Linked DNA regions of Ovis aries: all the other regions are linked to region 1. Evidence: chromatin contacts called from public Hi-C data. All regions are on one chromosome and are shown on one strand. The core of a region is the stretch at or near the end of the contact, and the rest is flanking DNA. Distances in the headings are between cores, read along the strand shown. Region 1 holds the start of TRMT10B (tRNA methyltransferase 10B). Region 2 holds the start of FRMPD1 (FERM and PDZ domain containing 1). Region 3 holds the start of SLC25A51 (solute carrier family 25 member 51).

Region 1 (3,372 bases), core at 561-3,060:
TGAAGAGCTACATGACTAATTTATATGAACACAATCCATGTATTCACAAGCTTAGGGAAGGAGCTCAGGACTTCAATACAAACAGGTCTTGAATCCTGGTGATCAGGGAAGGCTTCCTGTAGGAAGCAGCACTGATTAGAACCAGTATGTCAAGAAGTATTTGTTGAGTAGATACTGTGTGTCAGGTCCTGGGTTTAGCAGAGAGGAAGGTAAATTATTCTCAGGAAAGGTGAAAAATCACTCATTTGTTTATCCTGTTGATGAATATTTACTGTGCAGTGCCACTGGGAATATAATCATTTGCATGATAGATGTATTATCAAGGAAGACAGAAAAAAAGATTTCTGAGAGGTGAAGGTGAAATAAAGAAAATGAAGAGTGTCAAGATGGGGCTGGGATGAGCTTATCTTCCCTAGCGGGGATCAGTAAAGGCCTCTCTGAGGAGGGAAGGTTTAAGCTGAAACCAAAAGTGTGAGAAGGAGCCAGGCATTTAAAAAGTGAGAGAAAAGGGAACAGTACTTGCAAAGTACTGTTCAAATCATTGAAACATTTGGTGTGTTTTAATCATTTCAAGAAGATGGGTGTGATTGGAACACAGCAAGCTGGAAGAAGAGTGAAAGATAAAGTTGGAAGGGTATCCAGGAACCAAACTGTGCAAGGTCTTAGGAAGATTAGATTTAACCTTCAAGCACAAAGGGAAACCACTGAGAGGGAGTAAGGGACACCCATAATCATCTGGTAAATGGATGGGGGTGGAGCAGAGTGGGCAATGACACCAGCTGGGTGCTCTTTTCTGTAGGGAAGTGGTCACCAGCTCACAGGAAAGGTGTTCGGTACAGCTGAGTGCAAGGTGCATGAGTTGGTAGGTGTGGTGGGAGCCACTGAAGACCATTTTAGCCAATTTTCAAGTGCTGCTGAGTACAAAGCCAAGGCCAACTTCTGAGCAAAGAAGAGACTTTAGAGCTGGGTTTCAGAAAAAAGCCTTCTGGGGGAGGAAATCATGTTTGGTTTCAGTATTTTACAAGTTGTTCCACTGGCAGATAAAGGATGGATTAAGGCATGGACTGGGAGTGGGAGGTGCTGGAGAAGTTGTGGAAAGAAAAGAGGAAAACTGTGGGGCCAAGCACAAATCCAACAAGGCTGTGGTTTCTTGGACAGTAGATATTTCAGGCTCATTCAGGGTAGGGTCTCTCAAAAGGATGAGACATCTAAGGCTGAAGGAATAAGAGTGGCTGATAGTTTTTATCAGGCCAACGCTTGGACAAGACATTTTAGGTCTTCGAGAGTCATTTTCCCCGTGGATTTGTGAGATGAGATCAAGGAGGAAGAGTGGCCAGAGGCTAGATTCATTTGTGATTTGCCCAAGCCAGGATATCTGTTATCCTGGATGACCAGATTGTGGTGAGGGGAACTGTGTCATCCCGAGGGCTCTGCTGGTTATGGGGGAGCGAAGAGAGCCCAAGGGAAGGCAAGGTCCCCAGGATGCCATTTGAGGGGAGGTTCACGTCTGGTTTCAGTCCAGTTTCGCCGTGTTCAGACCTTAACAGCCATCAAAGCGCCTGGTCATCTGCAGCAGCGCTAGGCGGTAGGCAAGCTGTTGGGATTGTATCCCCAGCGAACAGGCAAGGAAATCGAGGCTCAGCGAGGCGCAGGAACCTGGTAGCGGGACGCAACTCCTTACTACCACCGAGCGCTTGGCAGCCTAAGCCCAAGCCTTGGCCGCACCCCGACCAGCCAGGCTGAAAACGACAGCTCCCAGAATGCTACTCGGAGAGGGAACCGGAAGTGGTGTTGGAGGCGGGACTTGGTGAGTGCCGCTTCCGCCGCGAGAGAGACTGGTTCAGGTACGTTGGGTATTTGTTGGCGGGAGGGATCGGGATGAGGGTCCGGCGTCCGATTGCAGCCTCGTTTGACCGTGTGGCAGAAGCCTGGTAAGCAGGCGCTCGCCCTGCACTTGTGTGACCCCAGACTCTTGATGCTGTTCCTTTCTGCTTCCCGTCGCTTTCGCAGCCTATGGGCCATACGGGGCCTCTGTCGGGGTACCCTGGAGCTTGGGGTCAGGGTGTTCTAATGCTGAAGGTGCCGGAGGAGGAGCCGGCTTTGGTAGCTAAAACCTAGAATGAAAAGCTAAGAGAAGAGTACAGAGGCTGGTGCATTACTTAGCGCCCAGAGATATATTCATCAGGTGAAATATGGGTTTGAAAAGTTCTGAGGGCTCCGTCAACTCAGAGATGGGGTGGAGTGAAGGATTTATGAATTCAGCAATTCTTTATTGAGCGTCTGTTACGTACGACGCGTGTTTCCAGGCATAGAGGATATAGTGAACAATACAAACATAACATTTATAGGAGTGGGGACGTTCAGACCAAAAAATAAGGAAGATGTGTGCCATGTTGGATAGGGAAGATTGGAATGTAGTGAGGAAGGTAGTAGTCGTATAATTATCCAGGGGAAGAGGATTGAGGTAGAAAAAACAGCAAGTGCAAAGACCCTAAGGTGCTATATCCTTGGTATATTTAAGAAACAGCAACAGCAAGTGGACCAGATAGTTCAGACAACAATAGATGATCATGAACAGTGTAGGCCATTGTAAGTGTTCAAGAAAATAATCAATAAGCAATCTATAATAGGAATAGAAGAGAGTTTTATTCTAGCCAAATCGAGGAGTGTAGCATGGGAGACATAAATTCAGGAAACGTTTGAAGTGTGTTCCACCAGACGACAAAATGGGAAAACCATATAAAGGTAAAAACTGCAAGGTTACAGTTAGTTACATGAGTTACTTATCATGAATTGTAATTGGAGCTGGCAAGAAATAAGGGTGCTTATTAGTAAGGATTGGTTAAGGTCTGAAATGGTTGCATAGTTATGAAAGGAGATCTTGAGACTGTAGGGTTGCAGCTGGCTGGTGTTATTCTGAATATGACTGATAGTGTCCTTGGGGGTCTGGTATAGTTCAAAGAAAGTTCAAGTTCTCAGTGGTGCAGAGACTTGCCTCAGACCACATCTTCAGTGGCCACCCAATTCCATTTTTGTCTGCCTGAACTCTTACTCCATTTTAATTTCAGTGGATCGTTACAGAGATTTACTTTTTCAAAGATACATGTTTCCTGTTATGTTGGTAGCACACTGGACTCAGAGGAGTAGCCATGAGCAAAGGTTATACCATTCTTAGTCTGCCACTTGGCTGTAGACTAGAACACTTCTTTTACGTATCTTCCTCAGGGATTTTGAACACCACTTTGAAGTTATTACACTAGCTACATGTGCTGTAACAATGATTCTTCGTGTTTTTCTACCTCTGCTCTTCTGATGGATATTACCCATTTCCTCTATGACTATGGCTTTCTGCTGCAGTAATATATAAGTCAG
Region 2 (3,372 bases), core at 415-2,914, 160 kb before region 1:
TCAAGACGAGATATCACCTCACACCTGTAAGAATGGCTATTATCAAAAAAGACAACAAATAACAAGTATTGGTAAGGGTGTGGAGAAAGGAAACCCATATACACTGTTGGTGGGGACAAAAAATTGGCACAGCCACTGTGGAAAATAGTATGGAGAGTCCTCAGAAAATTAAACATGGAAATACCGTACAATCCAGTGATTTCACTTCTGGGTGAAAAGCATGAAAACACTAACTAGAAAAGATATGTACACTGCCATGTTCATTACAACATTATTTATAATAGCTGAGATACAGAAGTATCCTAAGTACCCGTTGATAGATGAATGGATAAAAAAGAAGTGGTATAAATACACAATGGAATATTACTCAGCCATAAAAAGAAGGAAATCTTGCCATTTCCAGCAACATGGATGGACCTAGAGGGCATTAAGCAAAGTGAAATCAGAAAGAAAGAAAAAGACAAATACCGCATGGTTTCACTTATAGGTAAAATTTAAAACAAACGAACAAAAAATAAAACAGAAACAGGGTCATAGATGCTGAGAACAAATTGATGATTGTTGAAGAGGAGGGGGTTTGGGAGAGAAGAGAAATAGGTAAGGGAGATTAAGAGATACAGAATTCTTGTGAAATAAATGTGTCGCACATATAAAATGTACAGTGTGGAGAATATAGTCAAGAGTTATATAATATCTTTTGGCGTACAGACCACATATTGCGGTGATCAGTCTGAAATGTACAGAACTACTGAGTCACTATTTTGTGTAACAGGAATTTACATAATCTTGTAGGTCAACTATACTTCAAAAACAAACGCATAGGAAAGGAGATAGGATTTGTGGTTACTGGAGATGGGGTGTGGCAGTGGGGTGATTGAATGAAAGCATTCAAAAAGTACAAACTTCCAATTATAAGATAAATAAGTTCTAGGGATGTGATATACAACATGAGAAATATAACACTGCTATATGTTATATATGAAAATTGATAAGAGAGTAAATCCTAAGAATTGTCAGCACAATGAAAAAAATGTTCTTTTTTATTTCTTTAATTTTGTATCTACATGAGATGGTGAATGTTCACTAAATTTACTGTAATAAGTTCGTGATGTATGCAAGTCAAATTAGTAAACTGTTTGAAGCATATATAGTGCTTTCTGTCAATTATATTATAGTAAAATTGGAGGAACTAAATTAAAAACAAATAAAATTAAAAATTAAGAAAAGCCTTCGCTAACTCTCCTGTGCTGGCTTAGCTGTGTGTCTGCATGATCTGTTCCTACTCCTGTGAGAGTGTCAGAGCACTGAGCACAGTGTCTTGCCACTGTGCATGTGCTCTTCTCTGTCCCTTAAAAAGGATAGCCATCATGTTTTGCTCATTTTTAATCTCATAGTACCTAGCAGATGGGAACTGTTCAGTAAGTGTCTCCTAGGTAAATGCTTGTTGTCAAATAAGTTGATTTTGAGGAATGGTATCAAAGCTTTTGTTGTTGGGTAACCTGAAATTGTAAGCCTAGAAAAGACTTAGAAGTCTGAGACATTATATATGACTCATAGGCTCTGCTTCCTTCTCAGCCTGATGGACTTGGAAGACATGCAATGACTGATACACGTGAACGTCACATGCATCCCTACACAGTGTGTATTTCCAAGTCACATGACACCCATTCCTCTGCAGGGAAAGAGCCCTGGGCCAGCTGAGCTAGGTTAGTGCACTATGGGTGAGCCTCACAGGCTGCTGGCACACCTCAAGAGGGTGTGGATTTTGTGTCAAGTGTAGGAAAGCCAACTAGGGCAGAGAGTATGAGAACCAGTTGGAAGAAGGATGACACCCCAGGGAGATGAGTCTCCTGCTCATCAGTTCTAGTCTCAACTCTTTCATTCATGAGCTGTGTGATCTTGAACAAGTGTTTTCCTTTTTGTAGGCTCCAGTGTCCCTGTTTGTAAAATGAGGGCTTGGATTGGCTGGTCTCTAAAGTCCCTTCCAGGATTGATGCTCTGGGATTCTGTGAAGTGTGAAGACTGCAGACATCAGTGGAAGGAAGCAGGTGAGTGTATATTAAGAGCATGTGGCAATCAGCCATCTGTTCCAGGCCTTCAGCAAAAAGGAGCCAAGCTAGTATACAGATTTACTTTAAGTCACCCTAGAAGTGGAGACATCTGAGGCACAATGGCTCACCATTGTGTCTTATGGATCTAGCTCAGGTCTGTCAGAAGGAAGCATTTCCAAGGATTGGAGTCGGGGTGGGTGGGTGGCAAAGCAGTGTTAGTTTTCACTTCATAATAAAATGATCACATTTGGGACAAGTTTTTATGTTTTTTTAGCCAATAGTTTTGATTAATTTTTTTGTACTGAAATTATCCCAAATTTGAGTGTTGGAAATGATGCAAAGAGTACCACCTGGAGCTTAGCTGGGAGAGGCCTGACAGCAGCGCAGTGTTTTTGAGACCTCATGAACTGTAGCCCACCAGGCTCCTCTATCCGTGGGATTCTCCAGTCAAGAATACTAGAGTGGGTTGCCATTCCCTTCTCCAGAAGTGTTTTTGAATGTAACTGTTAAGTGGATGAATTGAGGTGGGTTTTTTTTTTTTTTGAGTTTGAGGCTATGAACCATTGAGTCATAGAAACTCATAGAAACTTGCCTTAGCCAAGTGAAAAACATCCAGTTTCTTCTGAAGTCTTAAATAAGTGGTGCCTTTGATAATTAAATGAAAGATTCCTTGAGAAGCATAAAGAAAGGTATATATATATATGCCTAATTGAATAAATGCTTTATAACCAACTCTTACTAGGTCTAGTACACTGGTGTCAGAATCTCTGAGAGGTGTATGGAAACTCCCACCTTTGTTCCTGAAGTAACTGGAAGCACGTAGGCACAAGGTGTGCTCAGGAAGTCAACCTTCTGGCTCAGGATAACTCCTTTCAAGTCTTGTCCTTCCTTTGTGTTGACCAAGAGTTTCTTCATCTTCTTAGAAAAATGCCTGTGTGATGATTCACTTGGGTTCAGAAAGATGGATGCATAATCTCTTAATTCTTGAGGGTATATGAGTTTGTATCCTAGTGGACAAAGCACAAGTGTTGGTGTGGCAAAGTTCTGTTTTTGGCTCTCAGGATTAAGTTGAGCCAGGAGCAAAGTAAAGCCCCTCCTGAGGGGACCAGCCAGATGCAGAAAGAAGGAAAGGAAATGGACCTCCAGGAAGAGGAGCCAAAACACAGAAATAGTAATAGTTAAATTCACTGACTGTTTACTCTGTGCCAAGCAGGATTCCAAATCACAATGATCATAATCAGAATTACACTATTAAGAGTTCTCACACCAGCCCTCTGGGGCAGCCTCTCTTATTCCATTTTCTAAATGGAAAACTCAGGTA
Region 3 (3,372 bases), core at 498-2,997, 130 kb after region 1:
ACCAGGATAGTGTGAACAGGTTCTCAATTTAGCAACAGAAGGAAGGCTAGTGTGCAGGATATTCTTCTGTAGCAAAATTTAAAATTTTGTATGTTTATCTAGAGTGTGAACATGACTAAGTTTCTTTGCTAAACTGATCTGTATATTTAAATTCTTTAACACAAATAATTCTTTGCAATTTATTGCAAAACTTATTTGCCATAATTTTACATTTGTTTCCTACCTAAAACACTCAACCTATGTCAACATTAGGAAACAAAGTTAATTAAGCTGACTTTCATTAAACTCCAAGAGTCAATCAAACTTCTGCGGCAGAAGAAAACAGTGTAAAGTCTAAATGCTCACTGTAATTTACAGCCCACGGGATAAGACCGAGATGTGAGCCAGCACAAAGGTCTTTGTGCAAAAACTGGGGAGAAAACAACTGTAATTCTCAAAGGATGTTGACTCCCACAAGTCAGCAGGTCTGAGTCAGCATTCAGAGCAAGATTAATCTGGGTTCTAGTCCTAGTTAGGACACTATCTTGCTACTATAAATACAAAGCAATGTCTATAATTTAAAAATTCCACTTCTCTAGGCTAACTTTAATCTACCAAAGGAGAGACCAGATAAATCCACTGCCTGTTAAAGGTAACAGCTTGTGATCTTTCCCTGGGATGCACTCGAGGTGACTCCAGATCCAAAGCGCCTAACCTGTGCTCTAGAACCACTAGCGGGCCCAACCAGTACTGACATCTTTTGATTTTATGGAATTCTTCAAAACAAGGGCACTACAGAGTTACTTTAAGGGCTTCTGTTTCACTGCTTGCAGGTGGGGATTAAGACCAGATGTGCACAGCTGTAAGTGGCAAAAAAGAAAAGCGTAAATACTGCTGAGGCATCGACACGCTCCACCTAGGTAAGCTACTAGATAAGCTTAGTAATTGGTACAGAGATGTTCAATTCACAACAATGCCCACCCCCACTTCCCTACCATCACGGTAAAAAACCAGCCTAGTACAACGGAGTTTCTCGCAACGCGAAGCAACATGGTGTCGCAGAACAAGCATTGTTTGGCAGGGTAGCTGAACTTACCGCTCCCCTGGCGTCCATTTCCCCGGTCTGTGGTTAAGTGGGAGGGGAGGGGAGTGGACCGGATCTTCCAGGCCTCTCCAGTCCCTGACATTCAACGGAACCAGAGGTCCTGGAACCCCAGGCCCCGCGATAGCAGGGGCCCTTCAGAGGTCCCAGCGCCGCTCTCCCGGGACTCAGGCAAAGCCCGGCCCCTCCCCGCCCAGCTCTCAGGGCTCGCCGGGAGGCACCTCCCCGCCCGGGGCGCGCCCAGATGAACGCAGAGCCTCCTCTGCCGAAAAGGCTCTTCCCAGCAGCCAGACGGCGCCCTCGGCCCGGAAAAGCCCGGTGGCGGGCGGCAGGGCAGGGAGCGTAGAGCTGGCCCCGGCGACTGCGGACCCCACCCGGGATGGCGCGCGCGGGAACAGCGGGGCGCACCGAGGGGAGGCAGCGCGCGCGCGCGCGGAAGGGGGTGGGCGCCGAGCAACCGAGCCAGAGGGCCGGGCAGACGGCCTCCTCAGAGCCTCCTTCGTGCTTCCACTCACGCACTCCACGCGGAGGTCGGGGGAACCCCGTGATTTCCTTTCGCCTGCCTCCCCACTCACCCATCGCCGCGGGCGCCCGGCTTCCACGCCCGGTAGCGGCCCGCCAGCAGGTTGGTGAGCCTGCGAGCCGGCGCAGGCGCAGACCTTGACCGACCCGGAGCTCTGGGCGGAGCGTGACGCGGTCGACGCCGCCGAGCCCGGTCACGTGAGGGAGACGCGGCCGCACCGCCTCTCGGTAATCCCGCGGAGGGTCAGGTGATGCCGCCCAAGTCCTGGCAGCGGTTTGCCGCCGCAGGGCAGGTGTAGGATCACCCATCACACCTGTCGTCAGGCTTTGGGATTCCGCTTGCTGGAATAGCGTACCCTTGGTGTATGGTGGCCTTGCGGTGCCACGAACAGCCAACGCTTTTGCTAGTGCACAGCCTGTGGGAGGACCACTGGGAATCGACAGTTGTGGATGGCAAGCTTGCACGTGGGCCTAGGCCTTCCAAGTCCCCATTTCACTACCCTTTGTATCATTGGTTAGATTTCATCAAATGCTTGGAGTTGCCTTTTGTCAGCTACTGATACTGCAGTTCACAAAACACCTTTAGAATATATAAATGTGTGTGCTCTAAAATAACAGATTATTTAAAAGCCCTGTTTCCTTCAATTTCAGACAACTTGCACGTCTCAGACTCCACTGCACTTGGAGTTAGGAGGCCTAGGTCAAATCATAGCGATCCTGAGCCCCAGACCTCTGAAAAGTAACACCTGCCTTGCATGCATCCCTTGGCCTTTGTAAGAATCACTGGGAATAATGATCTGACTCTTATCAACTGGAAGGCACACAGATGTGAGGGACCGAAGGAATTGGAAAGGTCAGCCTGGGAGCGAGGTCCTCTGGAGGATCATCAAGTATGTGATGGCTTACCAGGTGGCTCGTTGCTAAAGAATCTACCTGCCAATGTAGGAGGTGCAAGAGACACTGGTTCCATCCCTGGGTGAGGAAGGTCCCCTGGTGTATCTCTGGGTCAGGAAGATCCCCTGGAGTAGGAAATGAAAACCCACTCCAGTATTCTTGCCTGGAAAATTCCATGGACAGAGGAGCCTGGTGGGCTACAGTCCATAGGGTCCCAAAAAAGAGTAACACACAACTTAAAACTAAACAATAACAACATGCTCTTTACTTGGGGTTCGTCCAATAAGCAACTCCACTGGAGTGAAACAGGTTGGGTGGCTCTCCCTGGGCATTTCCCCTGAGAGCACTTTGTAGATACTGACTGCTTGAGCTGTATTGGACGAACCCCAATAAGCAACTCCACTGGAGTGAAACAGGGTGGGTGGCTCTCCCTGGGCATTTCCCCTGAGAGCACTTTGTAGATACTGTTTTCTCTTGGGGGAGCTTAGAGTGCAGTGAAGGCTGTAAAAGCAAAAACTCGGAAAATTCAGAAGCATGAGGGGCCTTTCCCCTTAAGAGAGAACCAGGGATGGCTTCATAGAGGAGGCAGTCATCTGGGCCTTGGAGGATGAATGAGTGGAATTTGGACTAGTGAGGAAAGTCATAGCAGAAGGTAAAATTATAAAGGTCAGGTGGTGGGGTCTGATACTGCAAACCTTGACAGTCAGATGCAGGCACCTGGCATCTAACCAGTGTGCAGAGATAGATTTCGGGCTCCACAGATAATGACAAAGCCATTCTGTACCTTGGAATCATTAAAATCAGGCAACAGTTGGGGAAAGGCATTTATGCCAGAATTATGTTTGCCCTGTCTTGTGTGAATTCCTATTCAGATG

Evidence for each region. Hi-C and Micro-C count contacts between places; a contact is called where the count stands out from the background.
Region 2: a Hi-C map of liver shows a contact between it and region 1, with 2.9 times the contacts expected there. The contact joins the promoter of FRMPD1 here to the promoter of TRMT10B in region 1. A contact is called at or near these places in 5 of 16 Hi-C or Micro-C datasets (hypothalamus, liver, mixed tissues and 2 more).
Region 3: a Hi-C map of liver shows a contact between it and region 1, with 5 times the contacts expected there. The contact joins the promoter of SLC25A51 here to the promoter of TRMT10B in region 1. A contact is called at or near these places in 5 of 16 Hi-C or Micro-C datasets (blood, liver, mixed tissues and 2 more).

What each region holds. Positions count from the first base shown.
Region 1 is chr2:51,005,290-51,008,661 of ARS-UI_Ramb_v3.0, reverse strand. It overlaps TRMT10B (tRNA methyltransferase 10B), which reads left to right and starts at 1,810. Exons shown (of 9, transcript XM_012120824.4): 1 at 1,810-1,931.
Region 2 is chr2:51,167,139-51,170,510 of ARS-UI_Ramb_v3.0, reverse strand. FRMPD1 (FERM and PDZ domain containing 1) reads left to right here and starts at 1,664. Exons shown (of 17, transcript XM_042243233.2): 1 at 1,664-1,706; 2 at 1,926-2,048.
Region 3 is chr2:50,873,498-50,876,869 of ARS-UI_Ramb_v3.0, reverse strand. SLC25A51 (solute carrier family 25 member 51) reads right to left here and starts at 1,747. Exons shown (of 3, transcript XR_009599199.1): 1 at 1,076-1,747. It overlaps LOC132659163 (a long non-coding RNA gene), which reads left to right and starts at 810. Exons shown (of 2, transcript XR_009599201.1): 1 at 810-899.